Linked DNA regions of Mus musculus: regions 2 and 3 are each linked to region 1. A link is a contact called in public HiChIP or PLAC-seq and Micro-C data. All regions are on one chromosome and are shown on one strand. The core of a region is the stretch at or near the end of the contact, and the rest is flanking DNA. Distances in the headings are between cores, read along the strand shown. Region 1 holds the start of Nelfa (negative elongation factor complex member A, Whsc2). Region 2 holds the start of Ctbp1 (C-terminal binding protein 1). Region 3 holds the start of Add1 (adducin 1 (alpha)).

Region 1 (3,581 bases), core at 767-3,266:
TCCTTCAGATGTATACCCCAGCAAAACACCATCCAGCATAACTGAATTTCCAAAGAACCCTCAAGTTTCCACTTCATTTTTGTAGACAGGCTTCCTTCATGTAGCCTTGGCTGTCCTGGGACTTTTTCTGTAGACCTGTCTTGCCTCAAACCTTACTGACTCTGCCTCCTGAGTGCTAGGATTAAAGATGTGTACCACCACACCTGGCAATTATGTGTAGTGGCAATTTTCAGAATTCTGATATTTTGCTTTCTTTAAAAAACACAGAAATATTATGTTTTTGTCTTAATATTAAGTGTGGGGATATGGGGCTGCTTTGTAGCAGCTGACTGATTAGCAGAGCCATGGTTTTGCCAGCTGCAGATAGTTTCTGTGTTTGTGTGGCATTTGAAATTCTGGGAATTTTTCAGAGGGTATATAAATGCTAGAGCCCTGATAAGTGGAGTTGGTGATTGTTAGCCATTGGGAGCAGGGGGAGGGGATTGTGGTTTGTTAGTAGCGGTGCTCAAAGAAGAAACTAGATTCAGGGATCTCTCTCTCTCTCCTCCTCCTCTATCCTTCCTTCTCTATCTAATGATAGAGGGTGAAATGGATGGGAGGATGAAGGGTGGGAAAAAGAACCCACAAAGTAGCAAAAACCTACTTCAAGGATGAGCAACATTTTTTTTTTCCAAGACAGGGTTTCTCTGTGTAGCCCTGGATGTCCTGGAATTCACTCTGTAGACCCGGCTGGCCTCGAACTCAGAAATCCACCTACCTCTTCATCCCAAGTGCTGGGATTAAAGGTGTGTGCCACCACCACCAGGCAAGTCTGAGTAACTTAAAGTGTCAGGAAAGACCACTCCACTACAGCTGTCACCAAATGCTGGATACCTGAGGCTCCCAGTCCCTTGAATCAGGCAATTCCACAGTCTCTTCTGTCAATAGTTGTTAATATAACCATGGGAAGTGGCCTAGTGAGTCTTATGCCTTTCCAAGTTTCCTCAGGCTTGTACATTTAATTACCATGCTAAGTCTTAAGAGCTGCTCTCCCCTCTTCATGAAATATTTCAATTAGGAGAAAACAATTTACATTTAGTTATATATTTTCATTCTGTGGCTCAAAATGGACTCAAACCCTCCTATCTGAGCTCAAATTCCAGGAATTACAGACATGAACCACCACTCCCAGGATACTTAGTGTTTTAAGAGATTCGTTTCACTATTTTGCACAGGATGGCCTCTACCTCCTCGGCCCAACCGATCCTTTTCAATCTCCTAAATATCTGTGACCAGAGTCGTGCCCTACTGCCACTTTTGCTGACACTGCCTTGTGAGTGGCCTAGGGCTTTAATCCCAGTACTTGGGAGGCAGAGGTAAGTGGATCTCGGAATTTGAGGCCAGCTTGGTCTACAGAGTGAGTTCGAAGGATGGACAGAACTACACTGTCAAGTTCTGATAAAGAGAGACACTACAGGGTGAATTTAGGCTTCTCAGCAGCTGTGGAGGATCAGCCTTTGAAAGACCGTACTCTGAACTACTTTGCAATTGCCCTGATGATTAACCACAGCCATCGCGACCACATAACCATGGGAAATGGCCTAGTGACATCCCCGACACGGAACGGACCTGTATGCGGACCTGAGGCAGCACTGTATGCAGGACGGGCAAGGGCCATTCAAGACTGTCTGTGGAGAACGAGCCCAGCGCGCTCTCCGGACTCCTTCCAATGAGCCGCACACCGGGAAACCAAACTGTTGCGCCTCACTGCGGTACTCTGAGCGGAACATCTCGACGACACACGGATGCGACTCAAATGGCTACGGCATTGCCCGGCGCCCTAGTAGGTGCCGCCATCATGCGTTACGGAAACCCAGAGTTCTTTTCGCGGAGACTCACCGCCCACTCCCTGTTCTTGCGCCTCGGCTCGAAGCCTCCAGAAGGCGGGGCCATTTGCAGTTGCACTCGAGACCCCGCCCCGCGCCAACGGGTGCCGCCATGTTGGGGGTCCTCGCCGGGGACACGTAGGCGTCCGCGTAAGATGCCGGCCGACGCGCGCTGCCGCCGCCAAGATGGCTTCCATGAGGGAGAGTGACACCGGCCTGTGGCTGCACAACAAGCTGGGCGCCACGGACGAGCTGTGGGCGCCACCCAGCATCGCGTCCCTGCTCACCGCCGCGGTCATCGATAACATCCGCCTCTGCTTCCACCGCCTCTCCTCGGCCGTGAAGCTCAAGCTACTGCTCGGGACGCTGCATCTCCCGCGCCGCACCGTGGACGAGGTGAGGACGCGGGCCAGCCTCTCTCCGGCCGGAGCACCGCTCCTGCCTCCCGCCGGCTCCGGCGCCGCACCTTGCCCTTCTCCCGCCGGCCGCGCGCAGCTCCGTTTTGGCGCCGTTAGCCCCTACACCTTAGTACTTCCAGCCGCTGGGCGCTGTCGCGTTCGGGGGTCGTGGGGCCATGGCCACAACAGCCAGGCCCGCCCCTTCCGCAGTGCTGGATGCTTCAGCTCCGAAGCTACTCTTGGTTCGGGGCTGTTAGTGCAACTTTCCATGTGACTGCTGACCTTAATTTTGTTGCTTTTGCCTTACCAAATATCAGTCGGCTTGCGTTCATCTCTATTCTGTGGCGTTTTGTTTTGTTTTTGTTTTTTGAGACAGGGTTTCTCTGTATAGCTCTGGCTGTCCTGGAACTCACATTGTAGACCAGGCTGGCCTTGAACTCAGAAATCCGCCTGCCTCTGCCTCCTGGGATTAAAGGCGTGCGCCACCACGCCCGGCTATTCTGTGGCTTCTTTTCAGTGTACTCTTGTTCCACATTGCATCTCTCTAACTTATACTATGCTTTGCAAATACATACGCAAATAATATATGTATAGTTTCACTGTGTAGCCCAGGTTGATCTCATACTTGGTATCCTCCAGTCTCAATCTCTGGAGGTCTGGGCCACTACATCTGATAGCAGCTAAAAACACCGAGTTACCTTAGTTTTTAAACATTTCCAGTTATTGTATTATTTTTATATCATTAATTTTTATTGCTGCACTATACCATATACACAAAACTGCATATTTATTCGGTTTAAAAAATACTGAGAGCTAGCTAAATGACTCCTGTTATCTCCACACATGAAAACAAGGCTGGTCCCTCCAAAGCACCTCCATTCCTCTTTCCTGCAGGAGGCTTTTTTTTTTTTTTTTTGGTTTTATTTTGGCAGGGTTATCAATCGTGTGTGCATTCCTAGCACACACGAGTATTTGGGGTTTGCCTCATTTGAATTTAATACGGCAACAGGTTTCCACGTTATATTCATTTTCCGTGTGGTGTGGGTGTGTCTTCTGTTGGTAAACACCTGGACAGATTCATCCAAGTTGTTGCAGACAGTTTGATTTACTCCGAATTATGGGGTTCCATTCTTCAAGCAGACAGCAAATGGACGATTAGGTTGTGGCTGGTTTTTCTCATTCATTTTGTGTGTGTGTGTGTGTGTGTTTGTGTTTTTCTGTTTCATGTTTGTTCTGTTGTGACTGATACAATACATGTTCATGTGAACTCTAGAAGTAACATTGGAGGTGACAGTAGGATTATACCAGGTGGCCTTTC
Region 2 (3,581 bases), core at 390-2,889, 660 kb after region 1:
GGAGTGAGGGTGAATGTGGCCCAACAGACACCAGATGCTCTCTCAGGAGCAAGTGCTTACAGGTGCCTTTGGGCAATCCTAAGGTCATAGGGTCTCTTAGGATGGGCATGTTCAGAACCACCTGTGCATCTCCACATCTCTACCTAGTGGCTTTCTACCTCACATCCGCAGGAGCAGACTCCTGCCTGCAGGGACCATCCCTGGAGTAGGAGTCCAAGCCAGTGTGATGGTGACAAGAAGCCTGGGTTTCCGAGGCTTCCTGGGAGGTTTCCGAGGTTTCCTGGGAGGCCCTAAGGGTTTTTTTTTTCTTTTTTTTTTTTCCATTTTTTTATTAGGTATTTAGCACATTTACATTTCCAATGCTATACCAAAAGTCCCCAATACCCACACCCCCCCCACTCTCCTACCCACCCACTCCCCCTTTTTGGCCCTGGCGTTCCCCTGTACTGGGGCATATAAAGTTTGCAAGTCCAATGTGCCTCTTTCAAGTGATGGCCTATTAGGCCATCTTTTGAGCCCTAAGGGTTTTTATACAAGCCCTGATATAATCCCTCACAAGGATGGAGTGATGTGGTGGTCCTAGTCACAATGTGCAAGAAAAAGTGGGAATTTGGGCAGCCTGAGAAGGAATAGGAGGTGTCACTCTGCCATGGAGTTGCTATGTTAGGATGGAACAACTGGGAGGAGCCCTTTGGATGGATCTGTAGGGAGTCACCTGCAGCTCGAGAAAACTGGAACAGACCAGGAGAGACAGTCCAGGATAGGGGTGGGGATTAAGGGAAAGTGTACATCTGCTGGCTTTCCCCCCTAGCCCTCAGTCTATTTAGGAAATACTGTAGCAGGTTTGAGACTCCACCTGTTAGATCTTTTTCTCCATCCATGTCTGCCAATAGATGGAATTGGAAGGTATTTTCAAAGCATTTTTTCTGTAAACAGATGCCCAGGCCCTTGTCATCCCTCATTGATACTGCCCACCTTTCTCAAAGATTTGATTTTCAAAACTCGTAACCATATGGCCTTCAGCATCCTTCAGTTTGGACTGTTCCCGTGATGTTATTATTATTATTATTATTAATTATTATTATTATTTTATTTTATTTTATTTTTTTTTATTTTTATTTTTTTTAACAGCTAAGCGGTATCCCTCGCTACGCCTGTCTGACAGTCCCACCAACAGTCAGTCGCTTACTCTGGGGTGGCCAGCGGGCATCTGTCCCTGCGCACAGATCACTTTCCCTGGCTGGGGCGCTGTCCAGCTCCTGGGTCCTGGGTCCGCGGCCCCAGCTCTAGCGCACAAGGGGCCGAGTGAACCGCTCTCGCTGTCCTCTTGAGGCCCCGGCGACTAGACTGGTAGCGCCCCACGCGGATGGGCTGCTTCACCACTCAGGCTCCGGCCCAGGTCACCGCGCCAAGGAGTGGCAGGGGCGCAGTCCGGGGTACGCGCAGGGGAGGGGAGGCCGGGGGCGGGTACAGCTGGGGGCGTGTCCAGGAAGGGAATCCAGCCTGGGAGGGGCGCTGGGGGTGGGGGCCGAGCGTCGGGCCGGCGGGCAGCTGGGCCCCTGAGCCGCCCGCGTACGTCCAGCGCGCCGCCTTGCCTGCAAACAGCAGACCAACCGAGGCCACGCCCGCGCGCGCGCGCCGCGTGTCCCCGCCCGCTCGTCGGTCGGAGCGCGGCTGGCGGCGCGGTGGCGGCTCGGCACGGCGGTGGCCGGGCGCAGGCGGCCGGGCGGAGTAGCAGACTGCGCCGAAGCCGCCCCAGGCGCAGGGCTCGCGGCGGCGGAGAGCGCCGGACTCATCGGGGCCCGCGGCCACCCGCACCTTTCAATGGGCAGCTCCCACTTGCTCAACAAGGGCCTGCCGCTGGGTAAGGCCGCGCGCGCGCATTTCCGGCTGCGGGCGGGGGGTGGAGGGGCGGGGGCGGGGCGGCCGGGCGCGCGCGGCGCTGGCTTTGTGTGCGAGTGCGCGTGCGCGCTCGCTGCGCGCGCGCCTGGTTGGGGGGGAGAAACCCAGGAGGCCAACGGGTGATGCGCATGCGCGAACTGCTGCACGCGCGTGCGCGTCCCTATTTTCCGATGCCCGCTCGCGACCCGCGCAGGTGACAAAGGGGCCTGTGGTGGTGCGACCCAGACTGTGACCGAGCCGGGCCTGTCTTCCTGGCCCGGGGTCCCGCGAGGATCCTTCTCGTGGACACCCAGCCGGGACCTAGGTGTTCCCGGAGTGACGAGCCTGCGGATTCCGCATGGGCCTCGGGTCGGCAGATCCGGGAGCGGGTAGTCTCTAGAGGTGGCGCTGAGGGAACATGGGTGGCCTACATGCCTATCACCCCTCTGGTCGACTTAGTGATGCTCAGCTTGGCACCTGGATTTGGACCACTTACGTTTTTTTTTATTCATTTATGAAAGTCCTTAAGCCACAGGGGTCCTGCCTGTGGAGGGCAGTCCTTCCTTGGCTGCGTTCCCTGGCCGCGTAGCCTGGCGCACGCGCAGCGAAGACGACCCCACCTTCGGGCGGGGCAGCCGAGAGGTTTCGGATTAGGGAGGAGCCTTTTGCCCACCGTCCAAGTGCCCTACAGTGTCCCTCTCTTTGGCGCTTCCACTTTAATGACCACACGGCTTGACCCCCAGCTCTGTTCTCACAAGGGCACTGCCTTCTTCCTTATAGCCTGAAAGCTGGCAGGGGATGAATCCTCGCAGCGTGTGCTGCCAGCAGGAAATAAGGAACTGTAGGCAGGAGGGAAAAAGGGAGGCGCCCTGTGATGGCCCACTATACCTCTTATCACACAAGGCCATTTTGCAGATCCTGTCAGTTTGTTTCAGGGTGTGGCGGGGTAAGGCCCTCCAGGCCTGCCTTCATCCTGGACTGGTGGTGGGTACTCCTCCCCTACACTGCACCTCTTCAGAGCTGAACTCCCTGGAGGCTCATGTGTATACACACACACACACACACACACACACACACACTTTTGTAGGAAGAGGCTCTGCACCCAAACCAGCAGGGTTATAGTCCAAATTTCCCATGGGGTAGGGAGGGCAGGCCCAGCCCATTGCCTTCCAGAAATCAGCAGGACAGCCTTGCCTGTCAAACCTTTCCTGGCCCAGGGTTATGTCCCTTGTCGTGTTGAGCTTTTGATTGATTAGGACAAATTTGCCTTGTAGGAAGGAAAAGGGAAGGAGTTTAGCTGTCCAGTATTTAGGAAAGTGAACCCAGTGAGCCAGGGTGTCAGCAAGATGATACCTAGCAGTTTTATTCCCCGGGTAGTATGTTCCCTTACTGTGTTTTGCTTTGTCACTTCCAGATTCAGAGCACGTGTCCAATATAAACAGGGATACACAGGATGCTTACCCCAGTGTGATTGGCATGCAGGACATCGGGGCTCCATTATAGAGTTGGACTAACATCTTTGAGACCCCGGGGGAGCATGATCTCTGGAAGAATGATAGCAGGATGTGAATATGGGCTGGGCTCATATGTGTGTTCTCTCTGTTTCATCTGCAACATGGGGTGACAGCTGTGGGATGTGCCAAGTTCAGGGACAGCGTTGTGGTGTAGTGTGGGGTCATACTGTTCTCCGGAACTCTATG
Region 3 (3,581 bases), core at 610-3,109, 640 kb before region 1:
ACCACCTGCCCAGCAAGGGCACCACCTACACATTGAGCTCCCACGTCAATCATCTATCAAAAACCGTGCACAACAGACTTGCCCCCTAGCCAATCTGGTAGGGACATTTTCTCAGGTGAGGTTCCTTCTCAAATTACTCTCGCCTGTGTCAAGTTAACTTTAAACCCTAGCCAGCACAGTATTGTCTGAAGCATTTCAGTATTTAATGTCCTGACTCAACATGATTACATGAAATGAATGGTGTGTGTGTGTGTGTGTAGCAAAGCAACAAAAACAATAGTATCAGATAATACCAAGAGTTAAGTGAAAACCTGAATGGTTTATGTAAAACAGATCTTAGAAAGGACACTATCCCAGTTTGCAGAATGATTAGAATTCCTAGTCGCTTCATTTGCTGACTCTCACTAACCTACACACACATGAGTAAACTAACCACACCGACCTGCACCTCTGCGAAACCACATCTAAACCCTGAAAAGCTGTTCTGAAGGTCAACACCATTCATACTTCCTCAAAAAACAACTTTACTATCAGGGTGTGGTGTCAACCTCAAGGTAATCCTAGAACTAGGGGCAGAGGCAGAAATTTTCAGTTCCAGACCATTCTGGGCTGCGAATTGACGAAGCATAGCAAAGTTTTAGAATTAAAATGTGATCCCTACGTCACTGGCTTTAATTAAAGACTGCGATTTTTAGAATCCCACCCGCATAAAACTCACCTCCGACCTGCAACCTCCTTCCTCTCTGGAGCCTGTTGAGTCCACCCACGACTCCCAGCTTGCTTGCAAAGGAGACATAGCGGATCCCTTAGCAATCTAGTTCCTATCCCGACTGAGATTTCAACCCACTTTTGACAAACACACAATCTCTCTGAAATTCTTGAGCAGTTATGCATAGACAGATTTTAGCTTTGTTCTTGGTCTTTGGGAGTTTAACAACGTTAGGCCTAAAATCATGGTCAAAACAACAGCAGTTTCAGGTGAACCAAAATATTTATTTTTAAGATGGGTGTGCATAAAACAAACACAACTCATCTACCAAATACCTTGAACCAGGAACTGAATTATAAAAACGAAGTGTTTTTAGGAAGAGGTCTGAACGATAAAACAGAGAGGAAAGGCAAGCCCCATCTCCAGGAAGTTCCACGACCACCTCATTACTACCATCCGTGGACAGAGCTGGCTTTTTTCTCTTGGGGCAGAAGGTGTCAGTTTTTAAAAGAGCCGACAAGCGGAACCCAGATGCACCTTTCCACAATCTCTGCAGTGACCAGCATTTGGAGCCACCATTAGCACAATGCTGACCCGGGAGGACCCCGAGGCCCACCAGGAAGCTCAGAGCCGAGCAAGCCGCTTCCACAGAGAACCCCGCGTCCGTCCGGGCCATCCTGGGAAGCGACGATGCAGTGTCCTCGCCCCCGCACTCGGAGGCAAGCACCTAGACCCCGGGCACCCCGCGCCGCAGCGACCTAGCCGCGCCCTCCTCAGCGCACCAGAGGCGCCCCAGAGGCCCCGGGCCCTGCCCAGCCCTGCCCTGCCCGCCCAGCACCGCCGCCCCTGCCCTACGCCCGCTGGGGGCCCCGGAGACCTCGCCGCGCTCCCGGGCCTCACCTCCGCGGAGAATCGGGGAGAGAGCACGGCTTCCCGGGTCCGAGTGCGGCCGCCGCCTCGCCTGCGGCTCGCGCTGGGCTCCGCCCCCTGGCTGCCGCGCACCCCCCGCCGCCTGCAGCAGCCCTCGTCCTCTCCCGCCCTCAACCCTCACCCCTCTACTCGCCCCCGCCGCCAAGCTGGGTGCGGCCTGCGGCGCTGCGGCCCAACAATGCACAGCCCCATTGGTCTGAACGCCCTACCGCCGTCCAGCACTACTCTCTGTTATTGGTCAATCTTAAGCAAGGGGCAGGCCCGGAGAAGGGCGGGGCCCTGGGAGGCGGAGAGAAGGGTAGACTCCGGCCTCCGGCTGAAGGCGGTGTCACAGTGGGATTAGGGGTCGCTTTGGCTGCGTCCGGGACGGCGGGCTGGTGCACCTGCTCACAGGAACGCTAGTTCTCCCACTGAGACGGTCAGACCCACAAACTGACTGCGAACGGACACGGTCTAGGTGCGCTTCAGGCGAGAAGATCAGTAGGCAGTTTGGGAGACTGGGCTGTCAATCAGGGTGGAGTCAGGACTGAGATGTCTGTGTGTGCTCTGATAAAGCTCCACAGACAGGAAGGGCCCGCCGGATGACAGTGGATTAACAAACACCGAGGCCTCTTCAGAGGCAGGGAATGAGGCTAGGTGAGGCCTTGGCAGAACCAGTCCACCTGGCAGCGACCTGGTAAACTAACCTAAGGATCAAGTCCCTACTGTCTCTCCTGTCAACTGAATCCTAAAAGACCCAAAGGAAACAAAGGGGTCCCGCTCCTGGTTCCCTTCAAACCATTAAAGGTTGAAGCCTCGAGCCTGGCTCAAGTGACAGAAGTGTGTATCCAAGCCTCTCCTCAGCCAGGCGTGGTGGCGCACGCCTTTAATCCCAGCACTTGGGAGGCAGAGGCAGGTGGATTCTGAGTTCGAGGCCAGCCTGGTCTACAAAGTGAGTTCCAGGACAGTCAGGGCTACATACACGGAGAAACCCTGTCTCAAAAAACAAAAACAAACCGATCCTCACAGCAAGAGCTCTGAGTTTGACCCCATAAGGGTCAGAGAGGTTGTGGATTCCAGTCAGTACCCTCTGTCCTAGGAACATTTGCCCTACATGTTGACTGTTCTCAGATGACTTTTCTGACATCCTCCAGCACCCAGCAACAAGTCTAATGCCAGTGAAAGTTTGCTGAAGAGAGAGAGTTTTCGATAATCAACTGTCATTCTCCATGATCCATCTGTTTTCTGCACTGGCCAGATAGGAGAGTTAAACGGAGATGTGGTGGGAACCACCACCCCTGCATCTTTCAAGTCCTTGATAGTGGCAGTAATTTCTGCAATTCCTCCAGGAATACGATACTGTTTTTGATTCACTATTTTCTTTGGCAGAGGCAACTCTAAAGGCTTCCATTTGGCCTTTCCAACCATAATAGCCCTCACTCTACAGTTCAGGGAACCAATATGAGAATTCTGCCAATTTCTGAGTATATCTATCCCAATTATACATTCTGGAACTGGGGAAATCACCACAGGATGTGTCCGGGGACCTATTGGACCTACTGTGAGTCGGACATCAGTCAAAACTCCATTAATCACCTGCCCTCCATAAGCCCCTACTTTAACTGGAGAGAGGGTTGAGTGATTAAAAATGAAATATATAGAGATATAAAAGTTTAGAAATGTTGCCTATAAGTCCAGCTACAAGAGATCCAACACACTCCTCTGTACTCTGTGGGCACCTGCTCTCAAATAAGATATAAAAATGAAATCAGACATGTACAGATGAAAAAAATCCACAGTGTGACAAAACACTGAATGGGGTTAGGAGACAATTTGTCCTCAAAAGAAGTGATTTCTTAACTTGAAGACACAGGGCAAATGCACAGCATAAAGAAACTGGGCAAGATTGAACAGCATACGAAGGAGATGTAGGACTTCATAGGGGGTGAAAGGGCAGAAATAT

Evidence for each region. A called contact is a pair of places that touch in the nucleus more often than the background predicts. HiChIP or PLAC-seq counts read pairs in DNA pulled down with a chosen protein or histone mark.
Region 2: a contact with region 1 is called in a Micro-C map of embryonic stem cells, with 5 times the contacts expected there. The contact joins the promoter of Ctbp1 here to the promoter of Nelfa in region 1. A contact is called at or near these places in 1 of 39 promoter capture datasets (liver) and 2 of 484 Hi-C or Micro-C datasets (CD4 T cells and embryonic stem cells).
Region 3: an H3K27ac HiChIP or PLAC-seq map of microglia shows a contact between it and region 1, with 6 times the contacts expected there. The contact joins the promoter of Add1 here to the promoter of Nelfa in region 1. A contact is called at or near these places in 2 of 115 datasets of contacts at active chromatin or transcription factors (astrocytes and microglia).

The regions. Positions count from the first base shown.
Region 1 is chr5:33,934,706-33,938,286 of GRCm38.p6, reverse strand. Nelfa (negative elongation factor complex member A, Whsc2) reads left to right here and starts at 2,016. Exons shown (of 11, transcript NM_011914.3): 1 at 2,016-2,261. The coding sequence starts at 2,052.
Region 2 is chr5:33,273,062-33,276,642 of GRCm38.p6, reverse strand. It overlaps Ctbp1 (C-terminal binding protein 1), which reads left to right and starts at 1,639. Exons shown (of 10, transcript NM_001198861.1): 1 at 1,639-1,864.
Region 3 is chr5:34,571,942-34,575,522 of GRCm38.p6, reverse strand. It overlaps Add1 (adducin 1 (alpha)), which reads right to left and starts at 1,859. Exons shown (of 16, transcript NM_001331082.1): 1 at 1,610-1,859. It overlaps Mir7036b (microRNA 7036b), which reads right to left and starts at 1,372; the gene lies at 1,310-1,372.